Regions from separate parts of the Salmo salar genome. Here region 2 is linked to region 1. A link is a contact called in public Hi-C data. All regions are on one chromosome and are shown on one strand. Each heading gives the region's core, a stretch centred on a gene start, on an enhancer-like site or on the middle of the called end of the contact. The rest is flanking DNA. Distances are from core to core; before and after follow the strand shown. Region 1 holds the start of LOC106599295 (zinc finger CCHC domain-containing protein 2). Region 2 holds the start of LOC106599287 (biliverdin reductase A).

Region 1 (6,696 bases), core at 3,753-6,252:
CTCGGGCAGGTGGGATGCTAGCGTCCCACCCACGGGACACACGATTCAACAGCCAGTGAAAAATCAGAGTGCCAAATTCAAAACATCAAAATGTCATCATTCAAAGTTCTCAAACACACGACTATTTTACACCTTTTTAAAGGTACACTTCTCCTTAATGTAACCACATTGTCCGATTTCAAAAAGTCTTTACGGCGAAAGCATAAAGTTAGATGATGTTAGGACAGGTACAACACAAGAAAAACCACACAGCCATTTTCCAAGCAGGAGACTGGTCACAAATACCAGAAATTCAGCTAAAATTAAGCACTAACCTTTGACGATCTTCATCAGATGACACTCCTAGGACTCAATGTTAGACAATACATGTATGTTTTGTTCGATAAAGTTCATATTTATATCCAAAAACAGCATTTTACATTGGCGCGTGATGTTCAGAAAATATTTTGCCTCCAATACTGCCGGTGAATCAGCACAACAATTTACAAAAATACTAATCATAAACGTTGATAAAATATTAAACTGTTATTCAAAGAATTTTAGATAACCATCTCCTTTATGCAACCGCTGTAACAGATTTCAAAAAAGTTTCACGGGGAAAGCACACTTTGCAATAATCTGAGTACGGCGCTCAGAAACATACACTAGGCAATACAGATACCCGCCATTTTGGAGTCATCTAAAATCATAAATAGCATTATAAATATTCACTTAGCTTTGATGATCTTCATCAGAAGGCACTTCCAGGAATCCCAGGTCCACAATAAATGTTGTTTTGTTCGATAAAGTCCATAATTTATGTCCAAATACCTCCTTGTTGTTTGCGCGTTCAGTAAGCTACTCCAAATGTAGGAAGCGCGGCCAAAATTTCACGACGAAAAGTTTAAAAAAAGTTATATTTACGCTTGTTGAAACATGTCAAACGTTGTATAGCATCAATCTTTAGGGCCTTTTTAACATAAAACGTCAATAATATTCCAACCGGATGATTCCAATGTCTTGAAAAACGTTTTGGAACACAGCTACCTCTCACGTAAATGCGCGCCAATGAACTCATGTCCTTTCCTGAGTCACCAACTTCCCGGCCTTCTTGATCGCTCTCTGTTCACTGCAAAAGCCTGAAACTAGGTTCTAAAGACTGTTGACATCTAGTGGAAGCCTTAGTAAGTGCAAAATGAACCCTAAGTCACTGTGTGTTGGATAGGCAATGACTTGAAAAGACTACAAGCACCAGATTTCCCACTTCCTGGTTAGATTTTTCTCAGGTTTTTGCCTGCCATATGAGTTATGTTATACTCACAGACATCATTCAAACAGTTTTAGAAACTTCAGATTTGTTCTATCTAAATCTACTAATAATATGCATATCCTACTTTCTGAGTCTGAGTAGGAGGCAGGTTAATTTGGGCACGTTTTTCATCTGAACCTGAAAATACTGCCCCCTATCCCTAAGAGGTTTTAACTCTTTCTCCTCTCCCTCCAGATGAAATTCTGCATCTAGTGACTTCTGATTACCCAATAATCTGCACACTCATCCCATCCCCTCCATCTCATTGCATCCTCTAAAGCTGCTATTATTGTCATGTTGTCATTATCTGCTAATAAAGTTTGCTAGCCGTATCATACTGGGCATATAATATGTGAGATACACAGATGAACTAAAAACACTAGCACTGCAAACACTCAGAACAAAGAAAGCAGCACTGCCTGGACTTCGCAGTCTCCCTCTTCAAGTCCCCCTTCCAAGACTGCCTGTTGAGAATAAGTGACAGGCAGAACCTCCCAATCACACAGCACCGACCTCTTTATTCCACACACCAGAATTAAGTATTGCAGTCTGATTGCCATGTGAGTGTACAAAACATAATCTGTGAAAATAAATTAATACTCTACTCAGCAAACTGGATGCAGTCTATCACAGTGTCATCCGTTTTGTCACCAAAACCCCATATACCATCCACCACTGCAACCTGTATGCTCTAGTTGGCTGGCCCTCGCTACATATTTGTCGCCAGACCCACTGGCTCCAGGTCATCTATAAGTCTATGCTAGGTAAAGCTCCGCCTTATCTCAGCTCACTGGTCACGATAACAACACCCACCCGCAGCATGCACTCCAGCAGGTATATCTCACTGGTCATCCCCAAAGCCAACACCTCTTTGGCCGCCTTTCCTTCCAGTTCTCTGCTGCCAATGACTGGAATGATTTGCAAAAATCGCTGAAGCTGGAGACTTAACTAACTTTAAACATCAGCTATCTGAGCAGCTAACTGATCCCTGCAGCTGTACATAGCCCATCTGTAAACAGCCCACCCAATCTACCTACATCATCTCCATATTGTTTTTATTTACTTTCTGCTCTTTTGCACACCAGCATTTCTACTTGCACATCATCATCTGCTCATCTATCACTCCAGTGTTAATTTGCTAAATTGTAATTACTCCACTACTATGGCCTATTTATTGCCTTACCTCCTCACGCCATTTGCACACACTGTATATAGACTTTCTTTTTTTTCTATTGTGTTATTAACTGTACGCTTGTTTATTCCATGTGTAACTCTGTGTTGTTGTTTGTGTCGCACTGCTTTGCTTTATCTTGGCCAGGTCACAGTTGTAAATGAGAACTTGTTCTCAACTAGCCTAAATGGTTAAATAAAGGTGAAAAAAAAAGTTTTAAAAAAAAATGACAACTGTACCAAAAAACGATCATTGTTTATGTATTAAAATCTTAAATATTGGCAGGGTGGCTTTCACAGCTGTTTCATAAGGTGTTCATTATTGTAAGTTGTAAAGGTATCATTTGATGGTATTTATTCGTTCCACATTATTCATTGTTGTATCCTATGACCTACAATAGTTACATATACATATATATATATATTCAACCACAAGGGTGTACTAATAGATAGAAAACAATGAATCATAATAGAGGACTACTGAAATTATATTATTTCAGTGTAGACAAGGGAAGGGCAGATTAAAATTAAAACATTACAGCAAGACAAACCAGTGTATGAATCAAATGGATTTTGATATGAATGGAGTGGAAATTAGCTGACTTCGTGATCTGTAAGGTAAGTAACTTAATGTGTCAAGCAGATTACACGTTGTCTTTGCCATTTAGCAACATTTAGACATGGATTTCATGTTGTAATGTTAACAAGGTACCAAAAAGTAGTTAGAATTTATGTTTTCATTTTATTAGCTAAACAAAACTTGTTGCATAGCGATGATGAAAAGAACGTCATTTAGGCTGTAATGATATCCACAATTCTAATCATTAGGACATCACACCGTTGATATAGCAACAGACGCTAATAGTTTATTGAATCCCATTGTGAAGTAGAGTGGGACACTATTTGGCATGACAGGCCCCCAAAAGGCTAGGGCTGGCACTGACTGCATGTGTGGGTATGTACAGTATTTGGGTATGCAAACCTGCGAGCACCTCATGATGAGTTCAGATTTTTTGTGGCCCCCATCCTCATCAAAATTGCCCATCCCTGGTATTCACAGTGTTTGCTGTAATCTACTGTCTGTAGCAAAGTACAGGCCCCTAGTGGATTGTAATGAAATACCGCCATCTGTTGACAAAGATAAGAAAACTCGTGCATAATACCACACAAATTCTTTACATTAATTAATCTAACTACAGTATATGACAACTAAATTACAGATAGAACAATGGGCCAGATATTAAAAACGGATGTAATGTAGCATCTGGTTGGCGTTTCCACTAACTACCAAATATGGTGATGAGAGGAAGCCCAGTGGCTGGCAGTGTAAGAAGATGGAGTGAGATGGATTTTGGCTGACATTCTGCTAATTGTATCATCAATGAAACATTTGATCCCCATACAGTTCTGTTTCCAAAACTAGAATCTATAACAAACAGAGTGGACGGCGTTTTGTAGACTTAGCCTTTGCCAAAGTCTCATAGAATTACGTTGTTTAGAAAGAGTACACGAGAATGGAGTTATTGCACATGCGTACTTCACAGAGCAGGCGTTCCATAACGGAAATATGCAAGTCGGTGTTAGAACGCGCCAATAGGATCTCACTAGTAGCTCCTGTTTGGCTTTACCTCCTTACTTGTTCTGCCCACAATGATTAATTTGATCACATTGGAAACGTCTATAATGGGTTACTTATAAAACATATTTGACTATATCGTGTGCAATCTAGAGATAGCCAGCTTGTAGTCCTAAAAAACGTAAATTATTTACCTCTGGTTCGTTCAGAAATTCTTATCGGCAAAATGAATGGGGAAAGAATAGGGGTTTGGAATAAACGCTGAAAATACGGTCTGAGGTTAACACAGGTTTATGAGATTTTATAGGATTTGTTCTATAAGACAATCAGCCAGTTAACATAACCATTGTAAATTATGAAGCCTTTATGTATTTTGTGTTTTTTTCATAAATGCTTAAACATTTTAAAAGTTACGATCGGGGCGGCAGTTAGACTAGTGGTTAGAGCGTTGGGCCAGTAACCGAAAGGTTGTTAGAACGAATCCCTGAGCTGACATGCTAATAATCTGTCGTTCTGCCCCTAAACAAGACAGTTAACCCACTGCTCCCAGGTCGTCATTGTAAATAAGAATTTGTTCTTCACTGACTTGCCCTGTTAAATTAAGTTAAAACATATATTTTTTTAAATCTCAGAACCGAAGCTGGATTCCTTCTAGCCGTGACCGAGTTGGTGCCTACAAAAAGACGCCATTACTCTCTCTATTGTGTAAATATTTCAGTGAATTGCACTTCACAGTTTCATGCAATTAAATATAGAATATCGAATGAAATCGAATATTATAGAATAACAATCCATTGTGACAGCACTGACACATTTAGTAAAAAAAAATGAATGTTTTTACATTAATGAGAGAAAGTGACTTCGGTGACCTCTGGTAAACGCACCCTTGTCACGACCCGGTACCGGGTGGGATGAAGTTAGGACCCAGCAGTTTGATGAACGATGGGAGGAGTCAACTATGGGATTTTCGAGTGGTACAGTCAGTGCATGAAAATGAGTTACTGAGCCAGCTATACATAATCTCAACATTTCATTTCCATCTAATATCACATAAATACAACTCCACAGCAGTGTACAGATGCGAACGGAGCGAGTATGTAATTCTCCGATACGTTTGAATGAATTGATAATCGCTAACAAGTCCTGTCAGAGTTGATCATGCTGAAAATTAAATTGCCCATGCGAACGGCGGAGGAAGAATACCATACCGTCGAAGACGAGCAGGAAAATACCGATTACAACAGTCTCACTATTGATTCGATTTCGTACCGTGGTGTGAGCCACCGGTTCAAGGATTCAACGAGGGAATCGTGTCGCCTGTCGCAAATTGACAAGGAGACGGTGTTTGAGTGGTTCGGCTTGCACCTCAACCCAGCAAAGCGGATAGAGTTTATGTACGGAATACTTCATATGTGTCAACCACTTGAGCTTCGCTTTTTCGGATCCTGCCTTGAGGACCTTGCACGGAAAGATTTCCACGTCTTCCGAGACTTTGAGATAAGGGCGAACAGTCAAACTGACTTGGGCCTCCTTATGGACGTTGCCGACCCTGTCGTGCGTTCCAAACTACTTGTCTACCTGTCACTTTTGAGATCTGAAAACAGAGAATGCGCGGGCACACTTTATCGTGCTTTGAACCATATGGACCCAGCGCTGTACTTGAATACTTATCATGGCGTTCCAGTATCTCCACGTGGGAGCGCTCAGAATGTACCTGATCAACATTCCCCTCGCGATGGCGGAATGAAGTCCGGGAGATTGGAGCATCCCAGTGGGCCTCCACTGGAGGCAGAGTCGGGTTCCCTGGAGCACTTGGCGCTGCTTTTCACCATGGCCTCGCTGCACCCGGCGTTCTCTTTTCACCAGAGGGATACTGCCAGGCACCAGTTGGACAATGTGGAACGGGCCATAGAGGAGAGAAGGTATTGCCACAACCGCCCGAGCGTCCAGGTAAGCATCACATTGACAGCTTAAGTGCGTCTCAAGAGTGAATCCAAAGGGGCCTCCTCACCTTACCTCCTCTCCTTAGCTCAACTCATTACCTCACTTCTTATTGTCACTGAGCAGGTGAAAGGCTCCCATCGCATTTATTATCCTGTGCCATTAGATCAGTGCAGGTGAGGAAACGAGAAGAAAGCCAGTGAAGGCTTTGCTACTGTAGACTATTGAAATGCACCCACCCCCTTGGGGAGCCCTGGTACTTATGATGTTGACAAGTCCGCAGGGGGCGTTCCCCAGTAAAACTTTCACCTGACTTTTACTTTGACAATAATTAATTAGGTAGGTAGTACTTAAACAAGAATAACCTGTTTTTTACTGGCCACCTAGATCATAGGAATGAACAGATTACTTTTTTATACAAAATCTATATGTAATCACATTTTAGTTCAGATGACGCATTGTAGCACTTTATTTCTGGTAAAGTGGGACCAAATAATTGCTGTGGGGATAGACTGTAATAACCGTAGCATGTACTGATGTGAGTAGACTTGTGGAGTTAGCATAAAAAGAGAGGAAAGAGGTTCAACCCTTTCATACCAAGTATTGCTTAAAGCAGTTTCATTTCCATGAACAGTCTTGAGTGCATGGCCATATGACTACAAGCCGAGTTCATTGTGCTGTCACAAAATGACAGACGCCATAGAATGAAGATCACTTTCTC
Region 2 (6,819 bases), core at 3,828-6,327, 150 kb before region 1:
AATGATCAGTCTATAATTTTAATGGTAGGTTTATTTGAACAGTGAAAGACAGAATAACAACAACAAAAATCCTGAAAAACGCATGTCAAAAATGTAATAAATTGATTTGCATTTTAATGAGGGAAATAAGTATTTGACCCCTCTGCAAAACATGACTTAGTACTTGGTGGCAAAACCCATGTTGGCAATCACAGAGGTCAGACGTTTCTTGTAGTTGGCCACCAGGTTTGCACACATCTCAGGAGGGATTCTGTCCCACTCCTCTTTGCAGATCTTCTCCAAGTCATTAAGGTTTCGAGGCTGATGTTTGGCAACTCTAACCTTCAGCTCCCTCCACAGATTTTCTATGGGATTAAGGTCTGGAGACCTTAATGTGCTTCTACTTGAGCCACTCCTTTGTTGCCTTGGCTGTGTGTTTTGGGTCATTGTCATGCTGGAATACCCATCTACAACCCATTTTCAATGCCCTGGCTGAGGGAAGGAGGTTCTCACCCAAGATTTGACGGTACATGGCCCCGTCCATCGTCCCTTTGATGCAGTGAAGTTGTCCTGTCCCCTTAGCAGAAAAACACCCCCAAAGCATAATGTTTCCACCTCCATGTTTGACGGTGGGGATGGTTCTTGGGGTCATAGGCAGCATTCCTCCTCCTCCAAACACGGTGAGTTGAGTTGATGCCAAAGAGCTCCATTTTGGTCTCATCTGACCACAACACTTTCACCCAGTTGTCCTCTGAATCATTCAGATGTTCATTGGCAAACTTTAGACGGGCATGTATATGTGCTTTCTTGAGCAGGGGGACCTTGCGGGCGCTGCAGGATTTCAGTCCTTCACGGCGTAGTGTGTTACCAATTGTTTTCTTGGTGACTATGGTCCCAGCTGCCTTGAGATCATTGACAAGATCCTCCCGTGTAGTTCTGGGCTGATTCCTCACCGTTCTCATGATCATTGCAACTCCACGAGGTGAGATCTTGCATGGAGCCCCAGGCCGAGGGAGATTGACAGTTCTTTTGTGTTTCTTCCATTTGCGAATAATCCCACCAACTGTTGTCACCTTCTCACCAAGCTGCTTGGCGATGGTCTTGTAGCCCATTCCAACCTTGTGTAGTTCTACAATCTTGTCCCTGACATCCTTGGAGAGCTCTTTGGTCTTGGCCATGGTGAAGAGTTTGGAATCTGATTGATTGATTGTTACCTGTATAAAAGACAACTGTCCACAGAAGCAAACTGAGATTAGGAGCACTCCCTTTAAGAGTGTGCTCCTAATCTCAGCTCGTTACCTGTATTAAAGACACCTGAGAGCCAGAAATCTTTCTGATTGAGAGGGGGTCAAATAATTATTTACCTCATTAAAATGCTAATCAATTTATAACATTTTTGGCATGCGTTTTTCTGGATTTTTTTGTTGTTATTCTTGTCTCTCACTGTTCAAATAAACCTACCATTAAAATTATAGACTGATCATTTCTTTGTCAGTGGGCAAACATACAAAATCAGCAGAGGATCAAATAATTTTTTCCCTCACTGTATCCTCTATGAAAAAGCTGTTCTCAATAACATTTCATGGCTTTTTTCCCTTTACAGTATGAAGGGCAGTTCCTGCTGTTCCATTTAGACAATTAGCCTGGAACTGTCTACCAGTGAAACATGATGGCCATGTTCTAAACACCCTCATTAACCAGCCTAAAATAACTCTCCATTCTTTAATAGCCCATCTCTGCACACTCTGTACATTTAGCAGTGAGAGAGAGAAAAAAAAAACAATTTCTGTGTTTTTTCGCTACAGTTCGCAGTCATAAAGAGAGCCATTAGAGAGCTGTAGCCTTGGTGGTCCTCTCCAGGGTTTGAGTGCTGTACATCAAAACAGCTACACGGAAATGTTTCTTACAGAAGAAATATGAAATGCATATGACGCATAAGCATGGTAGCAATTAAAAGGGTTTTTGAAAAATTAAAGGAGAGCCGCACACTCTAGGAGCTCAGATGCAATAATTTAATAACCAACGTTTCGACAGACAAGCTGTCTTCATTAGGGTATAATGACAAACTCTGCGGGGTGACTAGTTTATATAGTGTCAAAGGACACACACAGGTGTCTGTAATCACGGCCGGGTGTGGCCTGATATCATTGGTTCATTCTCATATATTAAAATAGCATTCAAAAAACTTAAATTAATAGCATACGATCATATATACAATTTGGCTACATAAGCCTACAAACATTTACAATAGCAAAATCACAATAATCACAAGTATGGCTTCAGGTCAAAGTCTACGTTGAGACTGAAGGGAGCAGGGGTCTTTAAATGAAAGATCCAGGCAGCCTCTCGTTTTAACAATAAATTGTCGAGGTCACCCCCTCTCCTAGGGAGGGTGACATGTTTGATGCCAATATAACGTAGGGACAAAATCGAGTGGTTTGCTTCCAAAAAAGTGGGCCGCAATTGGGTAAGTCGAGTTTTTGCACCCAATGGTGCTACGATGCTCCGAGATTCGTACTTTTAATTCGCACTTTGTTTTACCCACATAATTTTTACCATAAGGACAAGTTATAAGATAAATAACTGCCTTAGTGGAGCACGTGATAACAACTTTGATTTGGATCTGTTTCCTTGTTTGGGGGTGTTTGAAGGATCTACATTTATAAGTGCCATTGCATTGAGCATAGCCATTACACTGGTAGTTTCCATCCAGTAGGGGCGCAAATAGACTTTGTGCAGGGACATCTTGGGGTGGTAAATCAGACTTTACCAGTTGATCTCTGAGATTTCTGCCCCACGAGAATACGACCAAGAGAGGGTCCGAAAACACATTACCGATACTGTCATCGGATCTTAGAACGTGCCAATGTTTGTGAACGATTCCCTTAATTTGTTCAGAGCACTTTGAATATCGGGTAGTTAGAACGCAAGAATGCTTCTTTTTGCGAGACTGACCTTGAAAAAGGTAATGTCTTGTTTTATTTTGAATTTTCTCAATGGCAGTATTAATCTGACCATTTTTGTACCCCCTCTCCTTGAATTTTATTTGCGTCTCAGTCATATTTCTGTCGAAATCTGATAGTTTTTTGCACATTCTTTTGATTTGGCAGAATTAGCTGTAGGGCAAACTGTTTTTCAAGGGAAGTGGGTGACAATAATTCAAAGGGAAGTTTGAAAATTATGGTAAAATTATTAGACTAAAGGTGAGGACACAACAGTTCACCTGACAAGATTGAATCCAAACATTACACTGTTGATTTTATGTGGATTGTACATGTAATATAACATTGAATTTACTGTGTCACAATATGTCTCAATGCTGTATAATATATAGCTTATAAACTAGAACTGTTAAATCTAATCAAATTGTATTGATCACATACACATATTTAGCTGATGTTATTGCGGGTGTAGCGAAATGCTTGTGTTCCTAGCTCCAACAGTTTGTCTGAGGGTTTAGTAAATGGGCCAGGTTCAATGAATGGTTAATTAACGTACAGTTTTTACACCGAGATGGAGCCTCAGTGGACTGAGAAAGAAAGAAAATAGTGTACTGAGGATTGATACAGACAATATACGTGTTCTAGTGCTGTCTCCTAGTGGTGATTTGTAACATGGTGAAAATATAGCTCTTGTGTACGAGCATTTCAGATAGAAACAAAACTGACGAAGGGATAGCTAAACAACTACCACAGAGGACTATAATAGAGATATGTGGTCAGTGAGAGATAGAAAGCATTTTACCTGATGTTTTCCTCATGGGCAGCGTTTTCGGTGCACACGAAAGCCACCTTTATGTCGTCCCGGCTCAGGGCATCCTCAACAGTGATTTGTTTCACTCCCTGCTGCTCCTCCAGGATCCTCCTATGGAAAGACAACACCAGAGTCATATTCACTACGGAAAAATTGCTTTGAAATAGAGTCACATTGTTTGCTACAGTATGCAGGACCGAGCTGCTGATTCTGTGACCGAGTACAGGTCACAGGACAGTGACTATATATCTATTTAATATGTGCAGTGCAACAAAGTTAATTGCACTGCACATATAATAAAAAAGCACTAAAATCAAGGTATTATTTCAGTGTGCGAATTTTACCATTGTTTTTTTAACACCAGTTGTTCCTGCCAAAACCAGCACATGGACCTAGACACACTGCTGTGCACAGCGTGTCCAAAAAAACTATGAGATGAGTCTTGGTGCCTCACCTGGATATGAAGCCTTTGACACTGAGCTTCTCAGCTGCGCTGGAGGGCAGAGGGGCTAGCATGTCCCTGATCCTCACCAAGCCTGCCGTCCCAATGCCAACCACCACTGAACCAAACATGTCTGACTGCAAAGAGATGGAGTCAGAGCTTATCAACTGTGCACTCTGCATAAAGACCCAAGACAAGTTCTGGACAGAGATTCGAAGGAACACAGCAATGTTTTTCTGTATAGTTTTGTTAGTTAAAAAATATGGCAACTGCCATCAATGGAGAATTTGACGATTCTAAATATTTATATGGATTAACTAAATAAATCTGTCTTAAAACTGTTGGATCTGTTTGAATTTACAGAAGTGAAACATGGTGGTTGGGAAGGAAATGGTTAGAAAGAAACCACCCTGTTTCACTTCTGTAAATTCAGACAGATCCAACAGTTTTAATACAGATGTATTTAGTTAATCCATATAAATATCTTGAATCGTCACATTCTCCATTGATGGCAGTTGCCATATTTTTTAACTAACAAAACTATACAGAAAAACAATGCCTTACACAAAGTAACTTGAAACTAGACCAATGACCAGGAAATTCATAATTGACATAATAATGATAAGTATATGATCTAACATGACATCAACAATGTTGCAATGCAGGTAACAATGCTGTCCTCGTTGAATGAGTAGCTAGTTCCGTACTGAATTTAAACTGCTTTAAATTCAAGCTTGATTTCCTTACCAACCCTTTTCTGAATTGCCTTTGAGGACCCTTGTCTCGTTGAAGTGAATAAAATGCTTACGTTAAACAAAGTAATCGACTCTCTTGCCCCGGTGATATAACTTTCATAACCAGCTCACGTGTTTTTTTTTTTTTTACTGCTTGCGTGTGACGTCCATATAACGCGGTGATTGGTGAATCAAGTCTACTCACGTGATGGACGTCTCGTCGGAAGTTATGTGGTTTGCTTTTTTTTGTTGTTGTTATAAAACAAATACAGACCTGCTATGACACTAGGTAATTATGATATTTTCGTTTCTTTACACATAATGTCCACGAATGTTTAGATATATGTATGTGATGGTTTATGCAACAATATATGGCGACTCCCATGGCAGCATGAATGTCCTCAGTTTAACTAAGGGTGTTATCACATGGTCCCTTACAGACAATTTGTGTGAACTCAGTGCGGTTGGCTTAGTTTTTTGTGTGCAGTGTGAACACTCCAAAGGAACTCAGACCCTGAAACGAGCCTAAGTGAAAAACATCATGAGAGGTTGACTGAGTTCGGTTGGCTTGAATTCCGCTGTCCGGTTCCCTTTTTTAGGTCATTGTGAACACAAAACTCCCCAGGTTCTCTTGTCATTATTCCCGCACTACACTACTGCAACACCATTAACCCCTGCCATAGCCCCTCACATTAGTGCCACAAAATTCCGATTTTAGTTCAGATTATTTGTTTGCAATATGTGATCTATAGGCTAAGAGAGCTTCATTAACTGTTAATTCGATTGTGGCGTTTGAATAGTGTGAGTAGACGACAACATGTTTGGTAAGAATCGCAACATATGGTAAAAAAATATATTCTAGCTCTTAAAGGGGCAGTAGCCTAAATTGGCTGTAAAATTGTCAATTACAGCATTATTTAATCTGCAGTTATTCTTCTATTTATTCTGTTACCAATAATATTTACATGTTAATAGTATCTTCTGATTACAATTATGATGTGTCACTTTTGAAATAAATGCAATCAATATATTAGCTTCCAAAATGTAAGTAGGTATAAGGTATATCTAGCTGTCTGATAATACAGTCTGATGGAATGGCTTGTTCTGCACTTTGTAAAAACCCACAGTGCATTGATTGAATGTTGGAAAAAGATCTTGGTTCCTTTCTAAACATAGCAATGTGAATGCAAAGGGGACTCGGACCACAAAATAGGTGAAGTACATTGGCAAAAGAGTTTCAGTCCTCGTTCAAAGGTAAGGGCGGTGTGAATACAAAGAGAACTGAGAACTTTGCCTTTTTTTTCTACCCCAGAGTTCACTTGAAACAGGACTGAGGTCGGTTATATTAAAGAGGCCTATGTGTGAAAACACCCTAAATGTCTATGGTTTATATACGGTCTATGGTTAAGACTTCTTTAGTCCTTACCTAGATGAAGGCCTGAAATCTATTTTAAAAGTACTGAATTTCTTATTAATTTAATTTCGTTGTAATAGTCTTCGAACAAAATGCTTACACTGGACTACAGGAAAGCTTTGCTGGAACGAATTTCCTACGCTGTCTGCTACAGTGCTGTCCTTGGTTGCGCTTATCTTCGACGGCTGTAATTGCACTTTGAATACACCAGATGGCGATGTTGCCACAAGAATCCCAAGGTGTTGACCCTGAAATTAATATGGAGATCATTTTTATAAATACATTGTAAATCTGTACATGTGAGTTCTTCAATGGGTTTTCAGTGTTCTATTGTGTTAGACTACTTCAATCTTGGTCTTTGCTGGTGTTCTCTGGGTCTGATAGTCAACACTGTGGATTCGGGCCTATTCCGACTCGGCATCGACTCAGACTCGGGGGACTTCATACGGGCCGAGCTCTTCCCGAGTCCGGCGGAATCATATTAGGCTACTGGGGTT

The links. Hi-C and Micro-C count contacts between places; a contact is called where the count stands out from the background.
Region 2: a Hi-C map of muscle shows a contact between it and region 1, with 3 times the contacts expected there. The contact joins the promoter of LOC106599287 here to the promoter of LOC106599295 in region 1. A contact is called at or near these places in 2 of 3 Hi-C or Micro-C datasets (gill and muscle).

The regions. Positions count from the first base shown.
Region 1 is chrssa03:27,232,432-27,239,127 of Ssal_v3.1, reverse strand. It overlaps LOC106599295 (zinc finger CCHC domain-containing protein 2), which reads left to right and starts at 5,002. Exons shown (of 14, transcript XM_045716027.1): 1 at 5,002-5,984. The coding sequence starts at 5,193.
Region 2 is chrssa03:27,385,717-27,392,535 of Ssal_v3.1, reverse strand. It overlaps LOC106599287 (biliverdin reductase A), which reads right to left and starts at 5,077. Exons shown (of 7, transcript XM_014190446.2): 1 at 4,983-5,077; 2 at 4,187-4,311; 3 at 3,724-3,843. The coding sequence starts at 4,305.